Regions from separate parts of the Mus musculus genome. Here all the other regions are linked to region 3. The links are chromatin contacts, called in public HiCAR-type and promoter capture Hi-C maps. All regions are on one chromosome and are shown on one strand. The core of a region is the stretch at or near the end of the contact, and the rest is flanking DNA. Distances in the headings are between cores, read along the strand shown.

Region 1 (4,235 bases), core at 671-3,170, 1.5 Mb before region 3:
TTCCAATTATGTAAATGCTATCTTGGGGAAGCAAGAGACAGGAGATTCTGCAGATCTCCAAAGAAAAAGCAAAATCGGCAAAGCAGTCAAAAAAAGTTAAAATAGCCAGCATCCACTTGCTTTTGACTCATAGATTGAATGGCACCTTCTTTACACAGCATCTGGTCTAAGTGGGTTTGGTTGCCGTTTGGTTGGTTTTTAGTACTGGAAACAGATTCAGTTTGAAAGACACTTTGAAATGGAGTAGCAAACACCAATTCCCCCCAACTCTTTCTCCCCAATCCCCAGTTTGGTCTGAGGGGCACGATCCTTTTTCCGCTTTAGGTGGGCAAGATTTCTGTGCAAAGACCTTAGAACTGTTTGCCTCATTTATCAGGCAAATTTGGAAGGGAAGAAGCCTTTACGGGAACTATTTTGAACGAGAAGGAAGACTACTACGCAGCAGGTTCAAGTCATACTTTTAACACGAGCTTGTTGAAACGTTTAACAATTCCAAAATGAAATTAAACGAGTTTTAACTTTTTTTTTGCCTCTCAAATGCATAAAATTGCAGAGGAAGTTAACAAGGGGGGAAAAAAATCTTAAAACGGTAAAAATAAGAAAAACAACTCTTCTTAGGACTAGTCCTTGGATGAGTTACCAGGAAACTGATTCTTCTTTTTCTAGACTTCCGATGCCAGTCCTGAGGCCAGCGGGCTCAGTACCTGCTCCGGCCTCCCCCTCGCTCCAGGCGGCTTCCCACGCGGCCTCCGCCCCTCGGGGGCGCCCGGCGGCCCGAGCGGCTGTAGGAATCCCGCGGCGCCGGGCAGTTTCGTTCTACAGACGGCGGCAGCCCGCGCTCCGGCCTACCCACGCGCTCACGGCCACTCGAGTAGCGCTCGCTGCGGTAGCTGTCGCGGCCGCCATAGCCGTCGGGCGAGCAGCCTCGGTACTCGTCATAGCGGCCCCCGCCGTAAGATGGCGGTGGCCCTCGGGCAGGACCGGCGCCACGCGGGTCCCCGTAGCTGTCGAAGGGGTCGCGGTAGGAGCCTCCGCTAGGATGCTCGTAGTCGCGCTCGCGGCCGCCGTAGCCGTCGCGCTCACAGTAGCCCCGGGAAGGGCATTCGTCTCGCGCGCTCGAGTGGCCATAGTCGCGGTAGGTGTAGTCGCGGGGCGAGGGCGCGAAGTCGCGCGGGTCCCGGGCGCTCGGGTAGTCGCGGCTCGAATAGCTCTCCCGGGGCGAGTAGCCCTCGTCGCGCGGGCCCAGGTACGGGTCGCGGCGCGGCGGTGGCAGCTCCCGGCGCGGCGGGCCCCCGTAGCCGTCTCGTCCCCGGGAGCCCGCCGCCCGCCCGCGAATTCCCGCGCCGCTGCGCGCGGGGCCCGACGGCGCTGCTCTTTTGGGCGGAGGCCCGGCCCGGCGCGGCGGCGGCCCGCGCTTCAGTGGCATGGGGGCCCGCGAAGGCCGCAGGTCGAAATCCCCCGTGTAGCCGCCTTCGTCGGCCGACCCGCCCCGGGAGGGAGGGCGCCTCGGGCCGCCGCCACGGGTCCCGCGCAGGCCCCTCGGGCGGCCGCGGCTTCGGGGAGGAGGGGGCCCGCGCCGGCCGCTCTCGAACACCGGCTTGGTGGCTTGGGCCACTTTGATGGCCTTACCATCCAGGGACTTGCCGTTCATGTCTCGGGCTGCGGCCTTGGCGTCCGCGGGGTTCTCGAAGGTGACGAAGGCGAAGCCTCTGGACTTGGAGGTTTCCCGGTCCTTCATCAGGAGCACCTCGATGATGCGGCCATACTTGCCGAAAGCGGTTTCGAGGCCCTTCTCGTCGGTCTCGAGGTTGAGACCGCCGATGAAGAGCTTCCCTGGACGGTCGGCTTCAACCATGTCGGCAGCAGCGACGGCAGCAGCGGCGATTGAGGTGGTGAAGAGCCGAGAGACGGCGCGACACTGAGCTCCTCGGCTGGTCCAGACCGCCTCCTACCGGTCGGGGAGCGCTGTGCGTAGGCGGGAGGGCGGAAGGCAGGGCCCGGCGGCCCCTGAGCCACGGGCGACTCCTGCCTGTGATTGGTCGGCAGGTCCGCACCTCAAGCGAGTGTCTCGGGGAGGCGGAAACTGGTTTGTGGCTTCGGTGGGCTCTCCCGGCTCACTCTGCTGGCCCTGGCTTCACGTGTGGGCCCCGTCCCAGAAGCGCGGCTGAATTCAAAAGCCGTTAGGCGAAGAAGAAAGAAAGTTCCATTGCTCTTAATGAGAAGAATCCCAAAGCATTCCAAACCTAGTTACCCACACGAGTTTAAAACAAACAAACAAACAAACAAACAACCCCCTGGAAAATGAAATTAGGAGTCGTTTAAAAGATTTAGAACGGAGTTTGTATATAAAGCTTAGTCATGAGATGCGGGGTTTATTTTTTCCCCTGAAGGGAAGAAGGTGTTGGAAGGGGAATCAACAGTGGAATAGATGGATTTACTTATTATTATTATTATTATTATTATTATTATTATTATTATTATTATTTACTTAAACCTTTGTCCGTTTGGTCTCATATGTGTACACGAAAATGGTTTTCACATTTCTTCCTGCCAGTTTGTAAGGTTTAATCCTAACCATGATTATCTTGTCTATTTCTCCTCCTTTTTAAAACTTCTCTTATAAAATGGTTTGTCATATTTTTCCTCAGCTGTGGAAGAAGTTTCTTATTCCATTTTCTCTAATGTTCTCTAAGTTTATAAATGTGCTTAGTTTGATGCCTAATCTTTCACGGGTGTGTGTATCCATGTAACCATGACCCCCACACGTCAAGATGCCTACCAGTCCCCTCACTGGAACTCTCCCATTGTATTTCCATCAGAACAGTGCCTGCTTTCCTCACAATTGGGCTCACTGTTTTCTCATCTACCACAAGTGGAATTTTCCTGTTCTTTGGCTTTATATACATTTACTTCTGTAATCACAATGAACTCTTGTGATTTTGCTGATTCACCCAGCATATTTTGTGATTTATCTATGTGACTAGTGTGATATTTTTAAAATATTTCTTATATAGTTCTTTTGCATCCTTTCTCCCTCTCTTTGGTGAACATTGGAACATCCACCACTCTGGAGAGTGCCTCCTTCCTAACCAAATCATTTAGGAAACCTGACCCCAAAATACATTTGGATTCCATTTAATTCCATTTTGCACTGTTAACACCTTCATACAAGCTACAGACATATAACACAGTCTTTGTCTAGGCTTCTTGGTATAGGGCTTCCTAAAACCCTTAGCATTTCTGGGAAAGAATGCCTTTTGTTATTTCTAGGACATACTTGGTGCCCAAGGATGACGCGATGGTTTGAATGAGAATGGCCCTATAGAATAATAGTTGAATGCTTACTCACCAGGGAGTGGAACGGTTGAGAAGGATTGGGAGGTGTGATCTTGTTGGAACAGTTGTGTCACTGGGTGTGTGCTTTAAGGTTTCAAAAACCCATGCCAGGCCCAGTGTCTTTCTCTCTCTGTCATCTTCCCTACACCCCCATCTTTGACAAGGATCAGAATGTAACTGTCACTTATTACTCTCGTGCCATGCATGCCTGCCTGCCACACTCTTCACCTCGATGATAATGAACTAACCTTTGGAAGCTGTAATCAAATCCCAGTAAAATGCTTTCTTCTACAAATTGCCTTGGTTATTGTGCCTCTTCACAGTAAATGATGTGTAAATAAATCACGTAAATGATGGTGGGGACCTAGGTAACTTTAGTGTGAGAGCTGATCACTTAATCAACCCAGTGATAAGAACTTGTGAACACTCACACACACACACACACACACACACACACACACACACACACACACACACACACACACCATTAATGTGCTGCAGTAAAAATATGGAGCTGAAAGAATAATATTTATTAAGGCTTACTTTCCCCTTAGAATTAATTTTGGAATAGTGTGAAATTATGCTAGATTTATATTATATTGATAGTGTCTTGGACACAGAACTCAATTGACCAGTAAAGAGTTATATAGTTATGTTTAGGAGTTCTACATGTTTTTTCCTGCTTGGAAAACCACCACTGTGTTTAAAGAGAGGAAAAGAGCTCTGGGTGGTTGTGTGGTGGTTTGAATGAAAATGGTCCCCATAGATTCATAGGGAGTGGAAATATTGTGAGGTGTGGGCTCGTTGGAGGAACTGTGTTTCTGTGGGTGAGCTTTGAGATTTTGAAACTCCAGCCAGACCCAGTGGCTCACACTCTCTCTTCCCGCAGACTGCTCCTA
Region 2 (4,353 bases), core at 1,629-4,128, 1.4 Mb after region 3:
GTGGTTCCAGAGACAGAATTCAGGTCTTCATGCATGCTGAGAAGGTGCCCCATCATGGAGCTTTCTGCCCCAACTCTGTCAGGTCTCCACAGGCCCATTCTTTCTGTCACTCATAAAAGATAAACGAAAGTTCTTCTGCAGCTTGCCTAGTGGTTTTGAAAATTATGTGTACGAGCATCTCGCTAAGGAATGGGCCTTAGCAGAAGGTCATTTTAGCGGCAATGCTTGCGCCTCATCAAATAGTTAAGAAGGAAATATTTCAAATGGTACCAAATAAGACTCCTTTGTAAGCTTAGATTTTTCAAACCCACTTTAATAAGGGTTCTAAGGTGCTTTAACCTCCCCTCTAGTCCATCACCCACCAGACCGTGAAAAGGAAAGGTTAATAGAGCACAGGAGGATGTGGACCTGTTTAGAAATACTTCTTTGAGGTGAATCTGTCTGCACTGTCAGGATATCAGCCGTTCAGATCACAGAAGTCAACAGTGGTAGCTCAGTCTGCTTGCAAACACCATTGCGAATCAGCAATGGCTGTTCATTCCAGAAGAAACAGTGAGGCTCTGCCAATCACCCTAAGACCAACAAAGACCAGTAAAGACCACCAAAGAACAGCAAAGAACAGCTGTGTCTGTGAAAAATGCAAGAGAGAGCACTTACAGGGCAGCAAGTAGAATCCAGATGTGGCATCACACCCTGGCAGAGGATGCAGCAGCCCATTCAAAACTGTGGCCATGCTTTGGTTGAAGAATGAGAATACCTGGAGTATAAACTCACAAGTGTTTTTACTTTTATCAAATTATAAATCTACATTTATACTTAAGATAAAAATGTTCAAATTAATAGATCTTCAAAATTCTTTTTGTTTAATATTTCCTCTCAAATAGTGTTCCATGGGAATCCCTTTCCTCTGTTAGAAATAAATGTCAATGTATATTGTACACAGTTAGAATCACACACATGGTAGCACTGCTCACTGAAAGTGTGGCCAGTGCTTTGCTCACCTGGTCATCTTCATCCTTTTCACTGAGGTCAGAGGGTAATGGCAGACTAAATATAAAGTCTAATCTTTGCAGAGTTGGGAGTGGAATTCTGCCTAGAGAGAACATTCATGCAGAGTTAGATCATAATCTGGGTATTTAATAGTTTTAATTCCCAAACAGGCCTTAGGAAGAAACAGAGAAAGCCTTAAGTAAAATGTAGAAAAGACAGAGACATGGTAGCTCTTGCCTCTATATTTCCAGGAATTAGAAACTATCCTAACACTCTAAATACTTGGTGAGTTCTAGGCCAGGCTTGAATATAGACTAAATCCCTGCCTCAAAAGAAATGTTAGAGGGTTTTTCATAACTATTAACATTTCAGAAGACTTGGAACATCAAAGCATTGTTTGTAAGCAATTGTGTCCACAGCAAGAACAACAGTGAGGCTTATGACCTCATCAAGATATGAAATTTAGGTAAGTGTATAGCTATGGATAGAGCACTAGCCCAGCATCCACAAGGACCGTGGTTCAATCACTGAAGTCAAAAGCCAAACTAAACAACAACAGCAAAAGTTCATGATCCCAGCACTGGGGAGGCTAAGGGAGCTAGAGCTCATTTAGGGTCAGTCTATCTGAAAGGAAGAAGAGTATAAGACAGTTGTAAGTATGTGAAATAAATTCAAACTACAGAGTTATGTCTGCTGTCACTCATCATTCCATATTTCAGTAGATCTGAGACTGTAGGGAAATAATTAGAGAGGCAAACAGGAAAGGGGATGAGACAGGTGATGGTGGCTTCTCCAACATTCACTCACACAACTGACTTTCTTTAATTAATTTGTGATTTATTTATTTATTCTTCTCTTTCTTTCTCCCTTCCTTTTCTCTTTGGAAAGCTTCAGGTGTTTCCCATGCCATCCTGATGTCAGTCACCATAGCTGAGGATGGCTTTGAGCTCCTGATCTCATGCAGCCAGCTGCAAGGCAGTGGCATCCTGTGCTGGTTTGAATAACAATGGCCCCAGAGGCTAAGATTTTTTGGATACTTGGTTCTTAGTTATCAGGACACTGTTCAGGAAAGATTAGGAGTGTGGCATTCTTGGAGAAAGTATGGCATGGGTGCAAGCTTTCAGAATTCAGTAGACTCTGAACCCCACCATCATTCTCTCTCTGCCTCAGGTTTCTGTAAGATGTGTCTCCAGTTGTGACTTCTCACTTCCTACTCCAGCACCTGCTCCAGCTCACTGCCTGTTATCAGGTTCTCCACTGTGGTGGTCATGAACTTTAACCCATAGGAACTGTGAATGCCAAATTAAACACTCTCCTTGTAACTTGTCCTAGTCATGGTATTTATCAGAGAAGTAGAAGAGTAAGTAAGACAGACCGCAGGGGCCACCACACATGGTTATATACACTTCTGAGGACCATCCCAGTGCTCCATGCTTGATAGGCAAGCACTATGTCAACTGTACCTCATTCTCAGCTCTACAGATTTCTCCCTTCTAATTCCGGTACTGCTGAGTCACTATATAGGTGTTCAATACACCTCTAAGCCAAATAGGAACCTCCAAGATATTCTGGTGAGGGACTCCTAGAAGGGAGGAAATGAATGGGTGGATCAGATCAGCACTGGAAAAGGACTAAGTCTGTTGAGCCACACAATACATAATCTGGTGGAGACTATTGGGCAGCTGGAGAGCCCTCTGCAGCTCATTACTCTCTGCTGTGAGGGTGGTGAGGTGTTTCTGCCTGGCTCTGCACATAACTCCTCCCCAGTCTCCAGAGCCAGCCAATGCTGATATGAGGATAACTTCCTCAGTCAGTGTGGGCCCTGCAGGCTTATGCAAAGGCATCTCATTGGTCTGTAGAGTTGTGGTTTCTGTTTCATTTCCAGCTCTCAAACTTTCGTTTCTCTAGCTTCGAGTCGGAAATACCTTGAAGTTCTGGATTGGTTAGTTAATTCTCCCTGGTTTACAACTTTCTGGCGTCTGATAACGGGCTGAGCAATTTTAGGGGGCAGACTTTTGAAGACTTTGAAAGGAGAACATTGCTTTTGCTTGGGTGAGTTTATCCTGTAAAAGCGGGGGAGGGGAAGGGGGAGGGGCTGCCGGCCTCTGGCTGAAAATGCAAATGGGGGAGCTTGAGGGAGGTGCCTCCTCAACAACAACAACAAAACACCACCACCACCAACAACAACAACAACAACAAAACTACTTTAAAGTTGTGTTTTTTCCAGGTTTAGTCTCCCCCTTCAGTTTCACAATCTGTAATTTTGAATTGTACCTTGTGCACGAGACCCAGAGCGTTGTTTCCTACCACAGACATTCCCTTTCCAGGCAGCAAAGCTGGATCAGAGCCTCTGCTTTTCAATGTGTTTTTGTGTGATAAAGTGGTACTTCCGCATACTTTAGGGCTTTGGTTCTTTACCGGATCGGACTCGTTTGAATGACCTTTTCACAGGAGTTGCACTTTAGATATCTCGCATATCATATATTCATATTATGATTCACAACAGTAGAAAAATATAGTTATGAGGTAGCAAATACCACAGTTTTATGGTTGGGGTCAATACAACACGAGGAAGTTTTCTAAAGAGTTGCAGCATTAGGAAAGTTGCAAAATACTCCTCTAAGAGTCCCAGAGTTTCTCTCAGTTTAGTACCAGAGACTGAGAGCCTGTTATTTAGTCACAGACCCTGTTTGACAGTCCCAAGCCTGGGAATAACTTCAGCTATTATCTTTCCCCTTCCGATATTTTCTCCATACCAATATAGACTTCAGCCCAGCTTGAGATTCCAGATAAACAGGAGGCAGAAGGATTATAAATTGATGGCCATCATCAGCAACTCAATAAGACTCATTCATAGAATATTTTTTTAAAAGACATCTGTGACTTAGTTCAGTGATAGAGTACTTTTCAAGCTTTGGGTTCAGTTCCCACGCAGAGGGGAAGGGGTGTTTGAAGATGGGAAAACTACTATGAGCATGCTCCAGTGACACATCTGAAGATTTCCCCCAAAGTGCCAGCTTTTGTAAGGTTTCTTGGAGAGAGGATACATTTTATGTTGCCCAGACTGGTCTCCAGCTTGTCCGACAGCCCCAGCCCCAAGTCTCTGTAGTGTCAGGAGCACATGACTGCAATAGCCTCTTTCTACCTTTAAAGAAAGAAAATTAAATTTTTGATTGATGTTAAAAAATGACAAATTAAAAAAAAAAAAAAAAAAAGCTTGAGAGAGCCATGGGAGAAACCAGTGTGATCAGGGATATCATGGCTTTGCTCTAAAGCTAATCTAGACGCCCAGAAGACATCAACAAACCTTCTCCTGTCAAGGTTGATTTTGTGTGTTTTGCTTTCTCAACAACTGTTTCTTGT
Region 3 (3,978 bases), core at 2-2,501:
ATGGAACCTCAGCAACTGCCAAGTATCCAAGTACCCAAACCTCCTTTTAAACCCCAGGTCATCTTTGACAACCCCTTCACATCCCATACCAACTCAATTACTTCATCCTTATGATTTTAGGGCTCTCACCCCAACCCTGTCTCAATTCTTGTATCCAAAACATCACTTTAAGGCAATTGCGTCCAGGGTGACGCCTGACAAATGGGTACTCTCATCACTACATAAGCTTCAGAACTTTAGACCTCTAATATCCTTTCCCACTTCTACCCAACGCTCTAGGGCGCAGAAACTCATCCTCCAGCTACATGTAATTCCAGACAATTTTCTGGCACTCAGGTCTGCCTCTGACATGAGTTCATAGAGGCTGCAAAGTTCCCGGGAACCGGATTGTGAAACTTAGTTTAAAAAAAAAAAAAAAAAAAACAAACCCAACTCCGACAGCTTCCTCTGTGTAGACGTTCCTCCATCAACAGGCTTTGCTTACTACTACTACTCCTTACACTGGATAGCAAAGTCAGCCGCCCCCGCCAGACATGAGCACCCCGAGTAGCGGAGAGAGGACTTGTAGCCGTCTCACTCGCCAACGCTTCAGCTCACCCCTGATTGAGGTCGTTCTCTGTGTTGTCCAGCCACAAGCGCACCGCCACCGCGTTGCCCTCCCGGCACTGAGTGAAAATGTCGTCCATAGCAGCGTCCCGGCACAGAGACCCCGGGACTGGGGAAGCCTCGGGGGACTGAGGGAGAACAGAGACAAGAGAATGACTCTCTGTGTGAGTTCCCTCAGGACAGAGGTGTCAGTGCTGGGATGGGGAGCGTCGCGAGAGGGACAGTGGTTGTCTATGAAGGGCTTCGGGCAGCGGACGACCCCTTGGCTCGAGGAGCAGGAGGGTCTGGGGGTGTAGGGTAGACTTTGCTAGTTTCCCGAGTTGGTGTCAGCCGGCTCTGAGCCCCGGCCCTCGAGCAAGGCTTGGGGGTGGGGGAAGGGACCCAAGCTGCAAACACCCGGGGGAGGGGACAGGGGTCCTTGCCCGGCGGCCCCGGCTCAGAACTGCTGCAGAGATCGCAGAGACGGGTTTGCAAGACAGCGTGGGGTAGGGCGCGGAGCTACCCACACTCACCGGGACTCGGGCCGCAGGCGCCTTCTCCGGGGGAACTCCCGTCCGGCCGCGCCCGCCGCCCGGCCCCGCCCCGGCCCGCCCCGGCCAGCTCGGGCCAGCGCGGGCCGCGGTCCCTCCCTTCCGACCTCCTACTGCCTCTCTAGCTCGCCAGCGGCTACGCTCTATGGTGCTCTGCTCCGCGAAGGCCGCTCTAGCTACCACAGAATTTCACTCGGTGGCTTCCGGCCCGGTTTGGTCCGACTCCAGCCCTAGGATTCCCTGACGCGCGCTGCACGTGGGCCAGAGCGTAGGCTCCTCCGGCCCTGCGGGCTACGGGTGGTATGTTCGAAGAGCCCGAATGGGTGGAGGCGGCCCCAGCCATCGTGGGCCTAGGGGCCGCGACAGCACAGGTTAGGCCGGCGACTGCCCCGCCAGTCAAGGTGAGCGGCCCTGCACTGGGCTGTTTGAAGGAGGTGAAGCCTACCCTCCGGGGGTCGTATTGGTTAGAGGGAGAGCCTGAATGCTATCGTGGATCGGGGTGGTGAGGGAGTTAGTTATGATCTGAAGATCCGGATAGTCCAAATAGGAATGCGGGATTCGGAGCGTGGAGCGTGGAGCGCAGAGCTTGAAAAGTTTAAGTTTTTTGTACACTAAGGGTAGAAATCAGTAGAGTTGTTTTAGCAGTGGAGTGGCTTCTCCAAGTTTTCTCTCACCTGGCATCACTTTATATACTGAGGATCGATTCCAGGGCTTCAGCGTGGTAGATAAGCATTTATTACTGAGCTGAATCCGTAGTCTTGAAAGGATTTTTAGAGGATTTTTAGTGGCAGTGTAGAAAGTATATTAGAGTAAAGGCAAGTGACTGGGAGGTTATCAGAATTACTATTCAAAAGAGGCTCAAGGTAAGGGTCTAGCTGAGGACAAGCAGCAGGACTTGAACCCCAAATCAGCTTCACGGAAAGCAGGCCTTTTCCTTTGAACCTCATCAGATATGAGGGTTTCAGTATCCCCTTGGGGTGTTCCTGACCTTCAGTTAGCCCAGGATGTTCTGCTCATTTCTGTAGTCCATTTCTGCTTGTCTGTGTGCAGCTTCTCTCTACTGCAGTTAGGAACTTTTTTTTTTTTTTTTTTTTTTTTCGAGACAGGGTTTCTCTGTGTAGCCCTGGCTGTCCTGGAACTCACTCTGTAGACCAGTCTGGCCTCGAACTCAGAAATCCGCTTGCCTCTGCCTCCCAAGTGCTGGGATTAAAGGTGTGTACCACCACTGCTGGCCAGTTAGGAACATTTTTAATAGACATGTGTGACACTGCCCTTCCTGTTTCAAAACAAAAAAAACAAACAAACAAAAAACCCTCTGCTGCTCCTAGAATGCTGTCAGTGGGAGGCAAAGATGGCTGCTGTCTTGCCTTGGTCCTGTTGTTTGTGTGCTTATCACATTCCTCTAAGGAAATCAACAGGCAATCCTTTACACGCTTAGAAAAGTAGGATGGGAACACTTTCTGCCCTCCAGTTTCCCAGAGGGTGGGATTGCAGCCTGAATGTTCTGGGCTTGGCTGACTTCACAGCAAACTTGTTAACTTTGGATGGGAAGAACGACCAGTAGCTGAAGCCCATCTCTCCTTTCTTAGTCTCCAGGCCTCGTCCATTCTCACACACACTCTCATCCCTTGTTTGCCTCCAGGGACGCAAGCGCCGCCATCTCTTGGCCACATTACGGGCTCTGGAAGCAGCATCTCTCTCCCAACAAACCCCCAGCCTACCTGGCAGTGACTCTGAGGAGGAGGAGGAGGTAGGAAGGAAGAAGAGACACCTCCAAAGGCCCTCACTTGCCAGCGTCTCAAAGGAAGTAGGGAAGAAAAGAAAAGGGAAATGTCAGAAACAGGCGCCATCCATCAGTGACTCTGAGGGGAAAGAAATAAGAAGAAAATGCCACAGACAAGCTCCTCCTCTTGGTGGGGTCTCTGCTGGAGAAGAAAAAGGAAAGAGAAAATGCCAGGAATATTCCTCTTTACACCTAACCCAGCCCCTGGACAGTGTTGACCAAACAGGTATCAGTATGTGTGAATATGGGGGTGGGGAGGCTGTGAACTGACTGCATAGATGATAAAGGTCTTTCTTTCTCTTACATAAACACACACGCACGCACACGGGTTGGATGGTAAGAGGCACTTTTATCCAGGCTACAGACTCTGTCTTAAGGACAAGGGAGTAGCCAGGATGACTTGCTATGCCTCTGAATTTAGGGGACCAAACCTCAAATGCCTTCTCATCTCCCTCTCTGCAGTTCACAATTCCAGGACGAGTACTGCTACAATTGACCCATCCAAGCCAAGCCCTGAGTCTATGTCACCTAACTCCTCACACACCCTGAGCCGCAAGCAGTGGCGGAACCGGCAGAAAAATAAGCGGAGACACAAGAACAAATTTCGGCCACTCCAGACACCAGAGCAGGCTCCTCCCAAGGCTTCCATAGAGGAGACTGAGGTGCCTCCTGTCCCAAAGTCAGATAGTCAAGAGTCTAGAGCTGGAGCCCTGCGAGCACGCATGACACAACGCCTGGATGGGGCCCGATTTCGCTACCTTAATGAACAGTTGTACTCAGGGCCCAGCAGTGCTGCCCGACGCCTATTCCAGGAAGACCCTGAGGCTTTTCTCCTTTATCACCGTGGCTTCCAGAGACAAGTAAAGAAGTGGCCACTGCACCCAGTGGACCGTATTGCCAAAGATCTCCGCCAGAAGTAATGGGGGTGAGGGGTGCTATGCACTATGAGAGGGGTGGTGTTGGTGATCAAGACTTTGACCAGACCAGTAAGTGGCCCTCTCCTCCCTTCCACTCCCAGGCCTGCATCCTTAGTGGTAGCTGACTTTGGCTGTGGAGATT

What was found. HiCAR-type assays count read pairs that join an accessible place to other places. Capture Hi-C pulls out chosen DNA fragments and counts their contacts.
Region 1: a contact with region 3 is called in a HiCAR-type map of embryonic stem cells, with 7 times the contacts expected there. The contact joins the promoter of Rbmxl2 here to the promoter of Rrp8 in region 3. A contact is called at or near these places in 3 of 39 promoter capture datasets (embryonic stem cells, liver and stem cell-derived epiblast-like cells) and 3 of 115 datasets of contacts at active chromatin or transcription factors (embryonic stem cells and stem cell-derived neural progenitor cells).
Region 2: a contact with region 3 is called in a promoter capture Hi-C map of adipose tissue, with 2.8 times the contacts expected there. The contact joins the promoter of Trim12c here to the promoter of Rrp8 in region 3. A contact is called at or near these places in 3 of 39 promoter capture datasets (liver, neutrophils and pre-B cells) and 1 of 9 other capture datasets (adipose tissue).

What each region holds. Positions count from the first base shown.
Region 1 is chr7:107,207,130-107,211,364 of GRCm38.p6, reverse strand. It overlaps Rbmxl2 (RNA binding motif protein, X-linked-like 2), which reads right to left and starts at 1,920. Exons shown (of 1, transcript NM_029660.2): 1 at 449-1,920. The coding sequence starts at 1,855. The coding sequence ends at 698.
Region 2 is chr7:104,351,883-104,356,235 of GRCm38.p6, reverse strand. Trim12c (tripartite motif-containing 12C) reads left to right here and starts at 2,878. Exons shown (of 8, transcript NM_001146007.1): 1 at 2,878-3,042. It overlaps Gm38525 (tripartite motif-containing protein 30A-like), which reads left to right. Exons shown (of 8, transcript XM_006508379.2): 8 at 1-1,677. It overlaps Gm36430 (a long non-coding RNA gene), which reads right to left and starts at 4,199. Exons shown (of 6, transcript XR_003946847.1): 1 at 3,265-4,199; 2 at 1,002-1,093; 3 at 658-757; 4 at 1-572. It overlaps Trim30b (tripartite motif-containing 30B), which reads left to right. Exons shown (of 2, transcript NM_175648.2): 2 at 1-838.
Region 3 is chr7:105,733,857-105,737,834 of GRCm38.p6, reverse strand. It overlaps Rrp8 (ribosomal RNA processing 8, methyltransferase, homolog (yeast)), which reads left to right and starts at 1,251. Exons shown (of 7, transcript NM_025897.2): 1 at 1,251-1,537; 2 at 2,779-3,145; 3 at 3,382-3,835; 4 at 3,938-3,978. The coding sequence starts at 1,439. It overlaps Ilk (integrin linked kinase), which reads right to left and starts at 1,245. Exons shown (of 13, transcript NM_001161724.1): 1 at 1,119-1,245; 2 at 598-734. The coding sequence starts at 686.